Linked DNA regions of Mus musculus: region 1 is linked to region 2. A link is a contact called in public HiChIP or PLAC-seq data. All regions are on one chromosome and are shown on one strand. The core of a region is the stretch at or near the end of the contact, and the rest is flanking DNA. Distances in the headings are between cores, read along the strand shown. Region 1 has its middle 21 kb from the start of Slc2a3. Region 2 holds the start of Dppa3 (developmental pluripotency-associated 3).

Region 1 (6,912 bases), core at 2,556-5,055, 140 kb after region 2:
CTCTTAAGCTAAATGACTGTGTTTTTCTCACCAAAACCTTCCACAACGTATGCATTGTGCATTGAACAAGTTTGATTTGGGCATGGTGGCACATGCCTTTAATCTAGCAGAGGAAGTCTTATCTCTCTATAATTCAGAGACAACGTGATCTACATAGTAAGTTCCAGGCCAGCCAAGACTCCAAAGTGAGAGTTTGCTTCAAAAACCAAACAAACACAAAACCCTCCCCCAATTTTTTTTTTGTAGATTGTGTGCCATATAATACGGCAGCCACGGTGCTAGGAATCACTGTCTGATCTCATGCATTCCTACTGAAGATACTCTTACAAGTGCCATGAACTTTGTGTTGCAGATCAGACTGTTTAATGGATACATCTTTCTCACAAGTGACCCAAGCCTCCAATGGAACCAGCCAGTTACAGAAATATTTGGAGGAGGCGGGCTCAGAAACCAAAGTATCTCTTCTCTCTTCCCAGCAAGCTAAGCCCCGCCTGCTGACGTCTCACTTTCTTTTTGGGGGGTGGGCTGCGTAATGCAGACGTGCGAAGAGGACCGTTCAGCTGGTCCTCTGAATCTCCGGAGCGACCTGCTACATCACTCAGTCCTGTCTCTCCCTTATTCTACTCCCCTCCTGTGGAATTTGTTTTCTTGTTATGTTGCCGAGAGATGCAACCATCAGCTCCCGGTTGTCCTGGTTTTCTTCATCCTGTTTCTCTGACTTTTTTTTTTTTTTTTTTTGACACAAATCTGCAAAATCTCATGGGTGTGTAACAAGATATCCTGAGCATTTAATGGAATGGTTTATATGCAGACTTATAGAATGACTGTGGAATGATTTTGGAAATGTGTGTAAAAAGAAATGTGTGTAATAGTCCCTGCCTTTTGGTGGATCCTACAATTCTTTTTTTGTTGTTGTTGTTTGTTTTTGTTTTTTTCGAGACAGGGTTTCTCTGTTTAGCCCTGGCTGTCCTACAATTCTTTAAATGTTCAAATGCAGAAAAATTCTTTTGCCTACAAGCACATTTTAAATTAGCTTTCAGGTATGGTTGTTGTTTTTTTGTTTTTGTTTTTCTCCCTAGTAATGGGCTTGAAAAAGCAGGGTCTTGAACATAACTGGGGAATCTCCCACAGCAAGGTATCTCCTAAGATCTTTTTTCATTGATGTTTTTGTGCGTGTTTGAGACAGGGTCTCATGTAACCCTGGCTAGCCTGGAACCCCCAGAGATCCACAGGACCAACACCACCCTGACCAACCTTTTTTAATTTTTAATTTTTTTTAAGACAAGGTCTCAAGTAGTTCAGGATGACCTTGAACTCACTATGTAGCCAAGGCTACCCCAGGCTCATGACAACATTGTAATTCTCCCAGCTCAGCCTCCTGAAAGCTGGGATTACAGAAGTGCATCACCAGGCCAGACTTCCTATTGTCATTTATTTTTGAAATGGGGTCCCACTGTGTTCCTTAGGCAGGTTTTGAACTGCTATTCTGCCTAAGTCTCCTCATAGCTGGGATTACAGGCCAGCTGGAGGATAACTTTTAAATCTAATGTTATCACAATTATACCTAAGTGGCTGCTTCAATCTAGTTTTTCCTTGTTAGTGTTTTTATTGAGACAGGTCTGGAATCATTTAGACCAGGCTGGCCTCGAACTTGTAGATCTGCCTGTCTCTGCCTCCCAAGCGCAGGGATTAAAGATTTGAGCACCAGTGTTTTCTTTACAAAGTTCATAGGAAAGAAATGGTCTATTAAATCCCATGCCCTGACCAATGGCTCTCTATTTAGACCTTACCTTGATACTTTCTGGTCAACACCCTTTCATATGAAGGCTTGTTGTGTTTGTTTGTTTTTAATAAGGTTCTCATATTGCCCAGAGTGGCCTAGAACTAGACAAGTAGTTAAGGACGGCCTTGAACTCCTTTCTGATCCTCCTAGTTCTACCTCCCTGGCAAGGGGATTACAGGCATGAGCACCACACCCAGTTTAATGAGTTCTATTTACTAACAGACAACAACACATCACAGCAGGAGAGACCTGTTTTAGCTAGGGTTGTTTGTGCTGTAATAAAACACCAGGACCAAGCCGGGAGTGGTGGCACACGCCTTTAATCCCAGAGGCAGGTGGATTTCTGAGTTTGAGGCCAGCCTGGTCTACAAAGTGAGTTCCAGGACAGGGAGGGTTATACAGAGAAACCCTGTCTCGAAAAGCCAAAACAAAACCCAACAAACAAACAAACAAACAACAAAAAAACCCAAAAACACCAGGACCAGAGCACATGGAGAAAAGAGGTCTCTGTGGCCCATTTCCACCTCAGCGCTGAAGTCACATTTGAACACTCGTAGTTATCAGCTATCCAGGTCTCTCTCACCGTGACATTATCTGTGTATATAACGTAGTTTGGTCATGCTCACTCACTATTACCCTCTCTAGACCCCTCCCACTCCCACAGGAAGCATCTTCCAAGGCTAGGGATCTGGAGGCTGCAGATAAACAGCTGATACCGAGTTCCAGGAAAGGAGCCACCCCCCTGGTACTCAGTGAGGGCCCTATTCCCAGGCTGTTTGGAGAGCCTCTCAGGTCAGAGGAGATGGAGAGGCCACAGAGAGAGGCCAGTGAGGCAACAAGGCTCTTGGGACACTGTGGTCCACAAACCCTAAAACACTTACATAATCTGACCCTTTGCAGTAAAAGTTACCAACTCCCGAGTTTTACTGTAGATGAGGCAAATGAAATGGGACCTTAAAGCTGTGAGATCACAGTCATTGGCTGGGATCAGAAGAAGGAAGGAGGCACTGTCTGTGGTAGCAGAGGCTGGAGACAAAGAACATGCCTCTGAGCGGGGAAACTCTGAGGACTTCCTGTGAATGAAAAAATGGTCCAGCCAAGACTGACAACCGACCGTACTCAACAGGAAAGTCTTTCTCAGTCTCAGTCTCTCTCTCAATATCTTTCATTTCATGTAACAGGAATCCACGGGAGTGCCACCGTGAGAGTGCCCTACTTAAGGGCACTGGGCCTAGAGGCTGGTTTTCCAGGTTCCCCCGGGGCCTGCAGGCAGCTTTAGATTTTACTGGAGAGTAAGCACTGAGAGGAAGTCACTTTGAGTATACTGCTGTCATCCATGTCATTAGTGAGGGAAAAACTGGGACTGGAGGAGAGGTGGCTGAAGATTAGTTGATGAATTGTCCTTAGGTTTTCTTTACACCCACCTTAGTCATTTTTTGTGAACACCTCCTTCCCCCCGCGCGCGCGCTTAAAAGGTAGCAAACAGTCTGCATAGACCCAACCAAAGACCAATGTAGGGAGATAACTGTTGAGCATGGGCCAAGGCCAACAGACTCAGCAGGGAGTTCCTCATTTTCTCATGGGTAATATTCCCTTTTCAGGCTGGAGAAGTGAGGGTCAGAGACTGAAGCACTTAGGTTAAACATCCCAGCTCAAGATGTGTTTAAAGGATAACATGCTTAGATTTTCTAATGCCAATTTACAACACATCAGATTATGTCCCGCGACTGGTGTTATGAAGAACATGTCTATCCAAAGTCCTAAAATGTCATTAAGGGTTAAATGCATGCAAGCAGCGTTCACGTGCTTCCTTGGTTTGGGGCACAGAGAAAGGTAGAGTACGGCGGATGTTAGGACGGCGAGGCAGGCACCAGAAAGCCCTTATTTCTACTTTCTTCTGCTTATTTCGACCCCGACGCACGCCTAAATAGCAAGTAGCACAAAATGTATAGCCCTAATGTGCAGGGCTGTTCTTTTCCGTCGGTCGTCGATCGTGCCACAGTGGCGCAGTTCGCTGCGGATGGTGCAGGGTGACCCAACGCTCTGCGCATGCTCACACACATCTGATCCTTCCCAGGCCCACCCTTTCCTTCTTCCTGGTGGTCTGCAGCCCACCCTACCTTTTACTTCTAAATTCACCCTCCGCCTTTCCCAGTCCGTTTCTTTCTTTTTAATACCCCCACCCCCGCCTCCTCCCGACAAGTCAACCAAAAACGTCAAGGGAACGTGAGGACCAAGGGAAGGAGCGGAACACTGCAGGATGCGCGAATGAGTCAGCGAGCTGGGGAGGCAGATCCAAGCGACTCAGGGACCGCGGGGGCTGCCGGGCGCCGTGCCAATACGCACGTCCCTTCTGCCGGGCGGGGTCGGCCAGCGCCCACCGGATGGGGCTGAGAAAGTGCAGTTGTCAGGAATCCGAGGCATCTCTGTGGAGCAGCAGGTTACGCCAGAGTCTGCCTCGAGGGCGAGGGCGAATGCCCCACCTGCGCCCGGCAGTCTCCCCACCTGTCCATCTATTTTGCCGCAGGCCATTCGGCTTCGTCGTGCAGCACACCAGGTCGCTCACGTTTCCCACGCTGCCTGCTTCTTTTTATTTCAGTCAGCTTTACATATACTACGCGTGCAAAAGCGTTCACCCATTCCAGCTGTTCGGGTAGATGACTAATTTTTGATGCCTGCAGTCTCCTGTCTCCGTGCCACCCCACTGCAATCATCAGAGTGCAAATTTACTCTTAGAACATTCTCCTGCAGCATGCTCTCACTGAGGTTACCCGGTCATTGTTCGGTGGCATTCGAGCGACTGTAGGCTTTTGTAACGGACCCAGCAGGAGGAGATAATCTGGGAGAGACACCAGCTCCTCCCCTTAGCTATCAACCTATTCAAACAATGGACCAAAGAATTAAAATTTCCCCAGGACTCCCAAGCGTTTGAGGGTGGAGGTGGGGTGCAGATCCCCTGGTGAGGAGGGTTAAGGGACGGTGGTGGGGGTGGGGTGGGGGTTAGGACGGGGCACTTTGCCTACCGGGAAAGATTTCACAGGGATCTGACAACTTTATCATACCCTTATTTCCTGGCCTTTGTTTCATCACTTCTGTAAAATTTACACCTGTTACAGAAATGGCGGAGAAAAACTAGGCATCATTCTCTGTTTTGGACAAGTCGTACATAAATCCAATTTTCCTTCAATTTTGCTTCCTTATATCTTTTAAAATGTATCAGGAAGCTGGTCGGATTGACACAAACATTTAATCCCAGCACTCTGGAGAAGAGGCAGGAGGATCAGTGAGTTAGAGGTCAACTAGGTCTATGTGGTGAATTGCAGGATATCCAAAGCTACATCTTGAGACCCTGCCTTGAAAAATTAGAACAAGGAAAAAAAGAACCAGGTTTAAGATGTAAATGTCTTCCTGTGACATTTTTCTCAGTTACTTTTTCATATATTAGCAGATAGGAGGTATTTCTTATGGACCGTACACAGTTAAAATGGGGAACGAGTTAAACTTATTTTTCATCTCTGCGCAGTATTTGGATGCTCCCCCCCCCCAGCCCCCACCAAGACAACTGGATTCACTGACTAATCCTTTCTGAGAGGTAATTGTTTTCTCTCTCTCTCTCTCTCTCTCTCTTTCTTTCTTTCTCTTTTTCTTTTTTCCTTCCTGAGGAAAGCTGCAGGGAAAAGAAGCACTTAAAGACTCAATTGCAGCTGAGTAGAAAGCCAGGTGGGACTGAAAGGAATTTTCCGAAGAATTGGGGGGTGGGGGTGGGGCACAGACATTAAAGGCTCTGTTTTAAAAACCAGGCACTCCAAGTCTCATGGTGTGGTTGTAAAAGCGACTGGAAGGCTGCCTTTGGGCAGACAGGATGTGAATTCCTGCAATAGACTCATAAAAGAAAATGTAAACTCGGACCATTGAGCCTAATGAAAGATGGGAGCTGAGAACAGTAGATTTGTCCTCCCACAGAGGGTGTGGTGTGTGTCTGGTGTGGTGTGTCTGGTGTGTGTGTGTGTGTGTGTGTGTGTGTGTGTGTGTGTGTGTGTGTGTGTGTTTAGGAAAAACAATCTAAGAGAAGGACACAAAGATGACTCGTAGGAAGGGCATTTCAAGATTTGCCTATCAACACCTGGGAAGCAGAGACAGGAGTGTTCAAAGCTGTAGGTTCAAGGTCAGCCTGGTCTGCACGTGAGTATCAGGCAGGGCAGCCATAGTTTTACAGTAAGACAGACAGACAGAGAGGAGGACAACAACATGCTACCCTTGTTGCAATGTTGTTGCAAAGCACCAGGCCCTTTTCCTGAACCTGTGACAAAGGGTTTTTACTTCCTCTTGCTGACCCATTACTCAACAGGTGGAGATAGCTCAACACCTTTCTAAGGAGGGACAGTTACAGCCTCTCCTTAGAAGGCCAGTCACAGAAGTCCTTTTTTTTTTATTGGTTATTTTATTTATTTACATTTCTTTTTTTTTTTAAGATTTATTTATTTATTATATGTAAGTACACTGTAGCTGTCTTCAGACACACCAGAAGAGGGCATCAGATCTCATTACGGGTGGTTGTGAGCCACCATGTGGTTGCTGGGATTTGAACTCCTGACCTTCAGAAGAGCAGTCGGGTGCTCTTACCCACTGAGCCATCTCACCAGCCCTTATTTACATTTCAAATGTTATCCCCCTTCCAGGTTCTCCCCAGCAAATCCCCATTCCTCCCACCCCCACCCCCAGAAGTCTTTAATAGTCCTGGAGCTGTTCTGTTGGAATAAAACTTTCAGGACAGGTACTTTGCTGGTGGTTACTGAACTACACATGCACCGATGGAGGTAAATATGCACTATTGCAAGTTGTACAGCTGGATGGATGGATCAAGACATGGATTCTAGAACATTGCAACACCCCACCTCCCCTTCCTGTGCCAGGTCCAGACTATAGTTTATCGATCCTAGCATCCTACTCATGGATATACCTAAGTGTATTCATTCTTCCATAGACATACACATTATTATCATTATTATTGATCTGTGCAGTACTGGGAATTGAACACAGAGACGTGTATGCTGTGTAAGCACATTAGGGAGTGATCCTCTCAGCCTCCAGGGTAGACACTGCTGGGCCTTTTGAACAACATATATATT
Region 2 (7,107 bases), core at 2,756-5,255:
AGAGCAGAGCCAAAAACACCAGAAATCTTTTAGTCTAAGGAGGAGCTTATTCAGTAGGGGATGAAGAGTAAGTCAGGCTATCAGGCGGGCCACATTTCCCTCCAACATGAAGAAAGAAGAGAGGAGGGTCGCCGGGTGTGGTGGCACATGCCTTTAATCCCAGCACTTGGGAGGCAGAGGCAGGTGGATCTCTGAATTCCAGGCCAGCCTGGTCTACAGTGAGTTCCAGGACAGCCAGGGCTACACAGGGAAACCCTGTCTTGGGGGCAGAGGGGGGGAGAATAAATCCTTAAATACTTCTTTAGAGCTGGAGTGTGGCATACACCTTTAATCCCAGCACTCAGAAGGCAGAGGCAAGTGGATCTCTGAGTTCGAGGCCAGCCTCATCCCAGAGTGAGTTTCAGGACAGCCAGGGCTACACAGAGAAACCCTGTCTCAGAAAATAATAATAATAATAATAATAATAATTTGGTCAGGTATGGTGCATGCATTTATGCCCAGCCCTGGGGAGGCAGAGGCAGCCAGATCTCTGAGAGTTCCAGGCCAGCCAGGATAATGTCTAGTGAGACCCCATCTCATAAGAAAACAACAAAATAATAACTGGATCTTGGTGACTCCTTGCTTGTAATCCCTGTACAACGGAAGATCCGATTAAGGTTGTTCTCAAGGCCAGGTCAGCGTGGATTTCAGGAGACCTAGTCTCAGAAAGCTAGTCTTAGAATTCCCTGTGTCCTGGCTTGCTAGATGTGAGGCTTCTCAGCCCTGTACACACAGCCTTGCTAAGCAACTCCATCACTGTGGTCTGTACCTCCCTACATCAGGACCAACAACAGAAGGCAGTCTTCAAGAACCACACACCCATGCGCCCCTGTCTTAATTTCTGAGGACCGCTCTTTCTCTTAACCTTCATGCTTTAACCTATAGTAAAATATCTTTATCAACCCCCAAATCTGCAAGATAATAACAATGGACCTTAGTGCTTAAAGCACAAAAGGCAGGAGCTCTATTCCCTCAAACTCTAGCTTGAGATCAGAAACCCTCTCCTGACTCCATATACCAGATCCATACACTCTTACACATATACATACATACACACATATACATACAATTTTTTAAGAATTTTAAATGGGCTGGCCCGAAGGTAGTGAGTTATCTCAATTGATTGTTCACAGTCAGTTACAGATTGAACTCCTGTTTTACGCTTTGCCCCCTCTCACTCCTGCACTTGAACTCGTCTAAAAAGAAAAAAAAGAAAAAAGAAATGTATGTGCTCACATGGGACAATATGTTCTGTCCTCAGCTTCCTCCTCTGAATCCCTGGTAGCATGGAAGCAAACTGCCTTTACATGTTAATTTGGCAAGTGCAGATTCAATCCCATCATGCTCTATGTGTCTTATGTTATACACGAAGAATAATCATGGGGCTGAAGAGTCAATAGGTGAACGCAGCTGCTGTAATCCTGAGTTTGTTTTCTGGGCCTAGTGGATAGGAGAGTATGAATGCCACAAATTGCCCTGGCCTACACACACACACACACACACACACACACACACACACCACAACATAATTGTAATTTTAAAGATATGAAAATATAAAGAGTGGCGCACGCCTTTAATCCCAGCACTCAGGAGGTAGAGGCAGGCAGATTTCTGAGTTTGAGGCCAGCCTGGGCTACAGAGTGAGTTCCAGGACAGCCAAGGCTACACAGAAAAACCCTGTCTTGAAAAACTGAAAAAGAGAGAGAGAGAGAGAGAGAGAGGAAGGAAGGAAGGAAGGAAGGAAGGAAGGAAAGAAAGGAAGGAAGGAAGAAAGAAGGAAAGAAAGGAAGGAAGGAAGGAAGGAAGGAGGGAGGGAGGGAAGGAAACATAAAGATTACATGAATTGGACTGGTTATGGTATCTCAGGGGTGTCCGTTGCTTCTTTAATTTTGCATGGCTGGGACCAGAAACTAAGGCTTCATGCCTGCAGGGCAAGTCCCATACTATTAAGGCTCAAGAGTCCACCAGGCCTGTCTGTTGGATTTTCTCTAACTTCTACAATGGAATTCTCAAGTGAAGAGATCCTTCAGGTAACAACAGTTGAAAGTAGATCAACAGGGTCAAGGTGCTGTAAGAGCAGTGTGTGTGCCTTAAACTCCAGCACAGGTGGGAAGTATCTATGGGCTACTTGAAACTGGCCAGCAATCCTGTCTAGGACTCCCGAGTGCCTCGTGTGAGAATTTGCATCTTAATAAGATCCAGCTGGTCTGAGCTATGCTTCAAATTTGCATGTCAAAGAAAGTAGCTAGGACCTGTGTTAAAGTGTGAAGCCTAAAAACCACTGAATAGAATAGCCGTGGCTTTCATCCCAGCCCGTGGGAGGCAGAGGCAGGTGGATTTCTGAGTTCGAGCTCAGTCTGGTCTACAGAGTGAGTTCCAAGATAGCTAGGGCTACATCCTGATCCCATATTGCTGCACTCCTATGATCCCTGCACATTGAAGCAGAGGCAGGAGGATCCCTACAACTTCAAAAGCAGGTTGTTGAGAGTTCCAAGCAGCCTAAAGTTGTGGCATAGTAAGAGACTTCGTCTAAAACAAAACAAACATGGGAACTTTGGTCTTCATTCCTCCTTTGTGCAGACAGTGGCCCGCCCATGCTGGTACACTTCATTACAACTCAATCCAAGAATTGTTGGAGTTACGTTTTTTATTATTGATTTCCTTCTCCTCCTAGACAAAGTCTCACACAGTAGCCTTGGCTGACCTAGAATTAGAGATCCTGCTGCCTCAGCCTCTTGGATGTTGTGATTATAGGTGTGAGCCAGCATGCCCAACCAAAGTTAATTTTAGATGCTCAGAAATGCTTATACCAGGTGAGTCACCCACGCCTGAAATGCCAGCACTGGTGTAGACTGACTTAGGATTCAAAGTTCCAAAGTGCAGAGGTTGAGGCAGGGAGATATTTGAGTTGGCAGCTGGCCTGGTCTACACAGGGAGTTCCTAAGCAGCCAAGTCTGCCCTGTTTGGAAAAACAAGACAAACAAACAAAAAGTTTCAGGCCACCTGCTGAGAGACGGGGAGAAGGGGGGCGTGTCTCTTTAAAAAAAGTTGTGCGGATGGTGTTGTAAGCTTTATAATCCTAGCACATTGGAGGCAGAGAAAGGAAGAGCTCTCCAGTTTGAGGCCAACCTGGGCTGTTACATACCAAGTTTCTGAACAGCAAGACTACACGGAGTCTCAAACAAAGAGTTAGATATTATTAAATGTATTGTCTATGAAATGATCCACAATTATATATTCTTGAATTCCATGCATATATATATATATATCATAAAATATCCATCTATTTAAGTATAACAAATACATCTTTATTTAGTAGCATTTAAAGTGAAATAGTTTTCAAAGATTTAAGATGAAGCAGTCAAAGGAAACATTCTAATTAACTTAACTGATGGGAAGGGGGTGGGGGACGGCACAACTGCCTATTCTAGAACATATAAACCCAGTTCACTGATCACTAGCCATCTCCAAGATGTAATAAACAAAAATAAAATTCCTGATATTTCAGGAAACCAAAAGAGATTCTAGATAAAATCTGCAATCTTTGTTGTTGTTGTTTGCTTTTTCGAGACAGGGCTTCTCTGTATAGTCCTGACTGGAACTCACTCTGTAGACCAGGCTGGCCTCGAACTCAGAAATCCGCCTGCCTCTGCCTCCCAGGTGCTAGGATTAAAGGCGTGGTGGCTACCACTGCCAGGTTTGAAGTCTTTTTTTTTTTTCCTTCCCATTTTGTGACTAGGGCTGGTCTAGAACTCAGAGATCCACCTGCCTCAGCCTCCCTGGAACTGGCTGGGATTGCGCAGGGTTAGTTTTAACCGAGAGCGGGGAATCCTACAGTAAAAAGGCCCCGCCTCCGCCTAAAGGTGTAGCTCAGGTGAAGCCTGTAATCACTGCTCATTAGCATTAAAGTAGCCTGGGGGTAGACTCGGCTGTATAAAAGGAAACCAGACCCCCCCCCCCCCATTCACAGACTGACTGCTAATTGGGTCTTGGTTTTAGGTCTTTTCAAAGACTAAGCAATCTTGTTCCGAGCTAGCTTTTGAGGCTTCTGCCCATCGCATCGCCATGGAGGAACCATCAGAGAAAGTCGACCCAATGAAGGACCCTGAAACTCCTCAGAAGAAAGATGAAGAGGACGCTTTGGATGATACAGGTAGGCCGGCGTCGGCCTTTCTGCCCGGGGTTTTGGGAAGCCCTCCCTTCTCTTCTCGTTCAGCTAGCACGAGGCTGGTATCACTGAGCCCAGCACTGACTCAGTGGAGGACCAGGGAGTTTCAGGCCATCTGTTGTGAGTGCAAACCCAAGCCAGAGATGATGGTTAAGAATATACACCTTCCTCGGGGTGAAAATGCTGGTTCGTAGAGATAAAAAGAACCGGGAGGGAGTTGAGACTGTGGTATCTCGGTTGCGGGATTTTTAAGACTCATAAGACCACGTTCTGGGCTGTACTGGGTTGTATGGTTGGGGGGGGGGGGTAACATTTCCTCATCAGCAATTGGTCTCCGCGGTGTTTTTATTTTGTTTTGTTTTTAAATATTTATGATTTGGTGTTTGAGGCAACAGTGCCTGGACTAGAACTCCCTGTGCAATCCAGAATGGCATCCCAAATCCGAGAATTAAAGATTAAAGGCTTCCGAGTGGGCTGCAGTGTGTGTGTGTGTGGGGGGGGGCGTTGTTTGTGTTGTTTTAGCATAGAAATCTTGGTTGAGACAGTCTCACTCTGTGGTAGTAGATACAAGGAACGCAACCTTGTAGCCCTGGCTGGGCTCAGTCTCGATCCTCCTGCCTCTGCCTCCAAAGTTTTAGAATTAAAAGTGTGCAGTGTCATGCCGGCCCTTGTGTAGCACCGGAGTTTTGTTTGCTTCTCTGTGTAGCCCAGGTTGTCCTAGGACGCTGTACACCAGGCTGGCTTGGGACTCAGGAGGATCCGCCTTTCTCAGACTTTCGAGTGCAGGGATTAAAGGCAGTGCCACCTCGGTGGGCGACAGCGGAATCTTTTAAGCTTCAGTTGAACCTGGGTTTTTTTTTTTTTTTTTTTTTTTTTTTTTCTTATTCTCATCTACTTTCTTTCCAGCTAAATATCCTTTTCAGGTAAATGGCTATTCAAGGGGAGCCCAAGATAGGCTGAGCCGTGTGCTACATGGGCCCACTGGTTCCCACTCCCCAGCTGCAGTTGATTCTTTGTCCGAGGGACTGCCTCCGGGCACTCCCGGTCTAGGGCGTGGCTCGAGAGGAGCCCTCCCCTCCGGTCTGATTAGAAAACAAAAAAATGCCTTGAATCTGCCAGTTACACGGGACCTTCGTATTTCCACGAGATAATTCTTTAGCCTTTGGGGGCTTTTTAAATCTTGAGGCTGTTCAGCCCCTACTGGTCTAAAACCCACTATCCAAGCTAGGCTAGATCCAAACTCTCAATCACTTCGGAGGCAGAAACGCTGGCTGGCTGGCTCAGCCTTGGAGTCACTTTGCCTTTCTTCCAGGAGCGTTGTGGTTACGTTTTCTGTATAAGATGGGGCCATCTACTGCGTGTGGACGATTCAAACGGAGAGAGCTGGTTTCCCAACATTTGTTTTTCGAGACTGTTTTCAAGACAGGGTTTCTTCTCTGTGTAGCCCCAGGCTGACCTCGAACTCAGAAACCCGCCTGCCTCTGCCTCCCAAGTACAGGGATTAAAGGCGTGCGCCACCACTGTCTGGCAACATCCCTTGTTACATAGCTGTCCAGAAGCATTTGAGCAGGTCAGTTAGATTTAGGTGGAAAAATGAACAGCCAGTTTTGGGAAGGTTTTCCAGAGCTGAAGCTGAACCCAGAGGCACTATTGGGGAAGCCCTCCAGCTGAGCCACATTCCTGCAGCACAATTGGCTGCAGAGTCTATGGGAGAAGGGGGGGGGGGGGGAGAATATGCAGGTCTCAGAACCTCTGAACTAGACTTACATACAGGCTGCATCGGTAACCCACAGTAAAGTAGCGCAGTGGATCTCTACACAAGCACTAGGGTTTATGACTAAGTCCTGTGCACGATTTGCTTCTTGTTGACCCCTCTGCGGAAGAGGGAGTATCCACTTGTTTTTCTCTGGGGTGTATTGTCTTTATGCCTCACTAGTGTCTTCTGTTTCAGACGTCCTACAACCAGAAACACTAGTAAAGGTCATGAAAAAGCTAACCCTAAACCCCGGTGTCAAGCGGTCCGCACGCCGGCGCAGTCTACGGAACCGCATTGCAGCCGTACCTGTGGAGAACAAGAGTGAAAAAATCCGGAGGGAAGTTCAAAGCGCCTTTCCCAAGAGAAGGGTCCGCACTTTGTTGTCGGTGCTGAAAGACCCTATAGCAAAGATGAGAAGACTTGTTCGGGTGAGTTTCCTGTGCGGACAGGGCTGTTAGACCTAAGAGCAACTCCAGCCTCAACGGGATTCAAGGCATTTTTTGTTTTCTAATCAGACCGGAGTATAGACAAGGCTAGTGACTGCTTGTAATTCGCAGACGGAGAGAATAGAGTTCCAAGGCTATCCTCTAAGCAGTCAGGCTGACCTGAGCTATGTACATATACGCAGTAATGAGCATCAGCACTGGGTGTTTGAAAGTTAAGACTCCCTCCCTGTCCAAGCTGGCCCTCCAGTTCACTCCACAGTCCTGCCTCTTCAGAGCTGGGACTACAGGGCTAACTTAGACTAGATCTCAGAGCTGAAGTGGGCCTGTTACTCTTTGTAAACCAGGCTGGCCTTAAACTGGGGTGATCTTCCTGCCCCTGCTTTCACAGAGCCTAGCAGTGACAACTTCTCACAAAGTGTTTAAAGTAGGTCTTGATAGTTTTGAATAATTTTGTTTTTGTTTTTCTTTTAAAGATTGAGCAGAGACAAAAAAGGCTCGAAGGAAATGAGGTAAATACTCTTTGTTTTTGTTTTTTGTTTTGTCTTGCTTTCTTTTATTTTATTTTGTTTGGAGACAGGGTTTCTCTGTATAACCCTGGCTGTCCTGGAACTCACTGTAGACCAGGCTGGCCTCGAACTCAGAAATCCACCTGCCTCTCCCTCCCAAGTGCTAAGATTAAAGGCATGTGCCACCAGAGG

What was found. HiChIP or PLAC-seq counts read pairs in DNA pulled down with a chosen protein or histone mark.
Region 1: a contact with region 2 is called in an H3K27ac HiChIP or PLAC-seq map of embryonic stem cells, with 12 read pairs. The contact joins the enhancer-like site here to the promoter of Dppa3 in region 2. A contact is called at or near these places in 2 of 39 promoter capture datasets (the C10 cell line and embryonic stem cells), 2 of 484 Hi-C or Micro-C datasets (both in embryonic stem cells), 4 of 115 datasets of contacts at active chromatin or transcription factors (embryonic stem cells and pancreatic cancer cells) and 3 of 9 other capture datasets (adipose tissue, liver and pancreatic islet).

The regions. Positions count from the first base shown.
Region 1 is chr6:122,760,701-122,767,612 of GRCm38.p6, forward strand. It overlaps a transcript of Slc2a3 not described here. Among named protein-coding and RNA genes, the nearest start is that of Slc2a3, 21 kb to the left of the region's middle. RefSeq lists an enhancer at 3,329-6,191. Within about 2 kb of position 3,806, at least 236 of the 459 cell types and tissues checked have an H3K27ac peak or open chromatin away from gene starts, as enhancers often do. A contact at or near this core is called in adipose tissue, embryonic stem cells, pancreatic cancer cells and 1 more, where this site is marked.
Region 2 is chr6:122,622,419-122,629,525 of GRCm38.p6, forward strand. Dppa3 (developmental pluripotency-associated 3) reads left to right here and starts at 4,006. Exons shown (of 4, transcript NM_139218.1): 1 at 4,006-4,192; 2 at 6,159-6,391; 3 at 6,883-6,918. The coding sequence starts at 4,105. RefSeq lists a promoter at 1,874-4,076.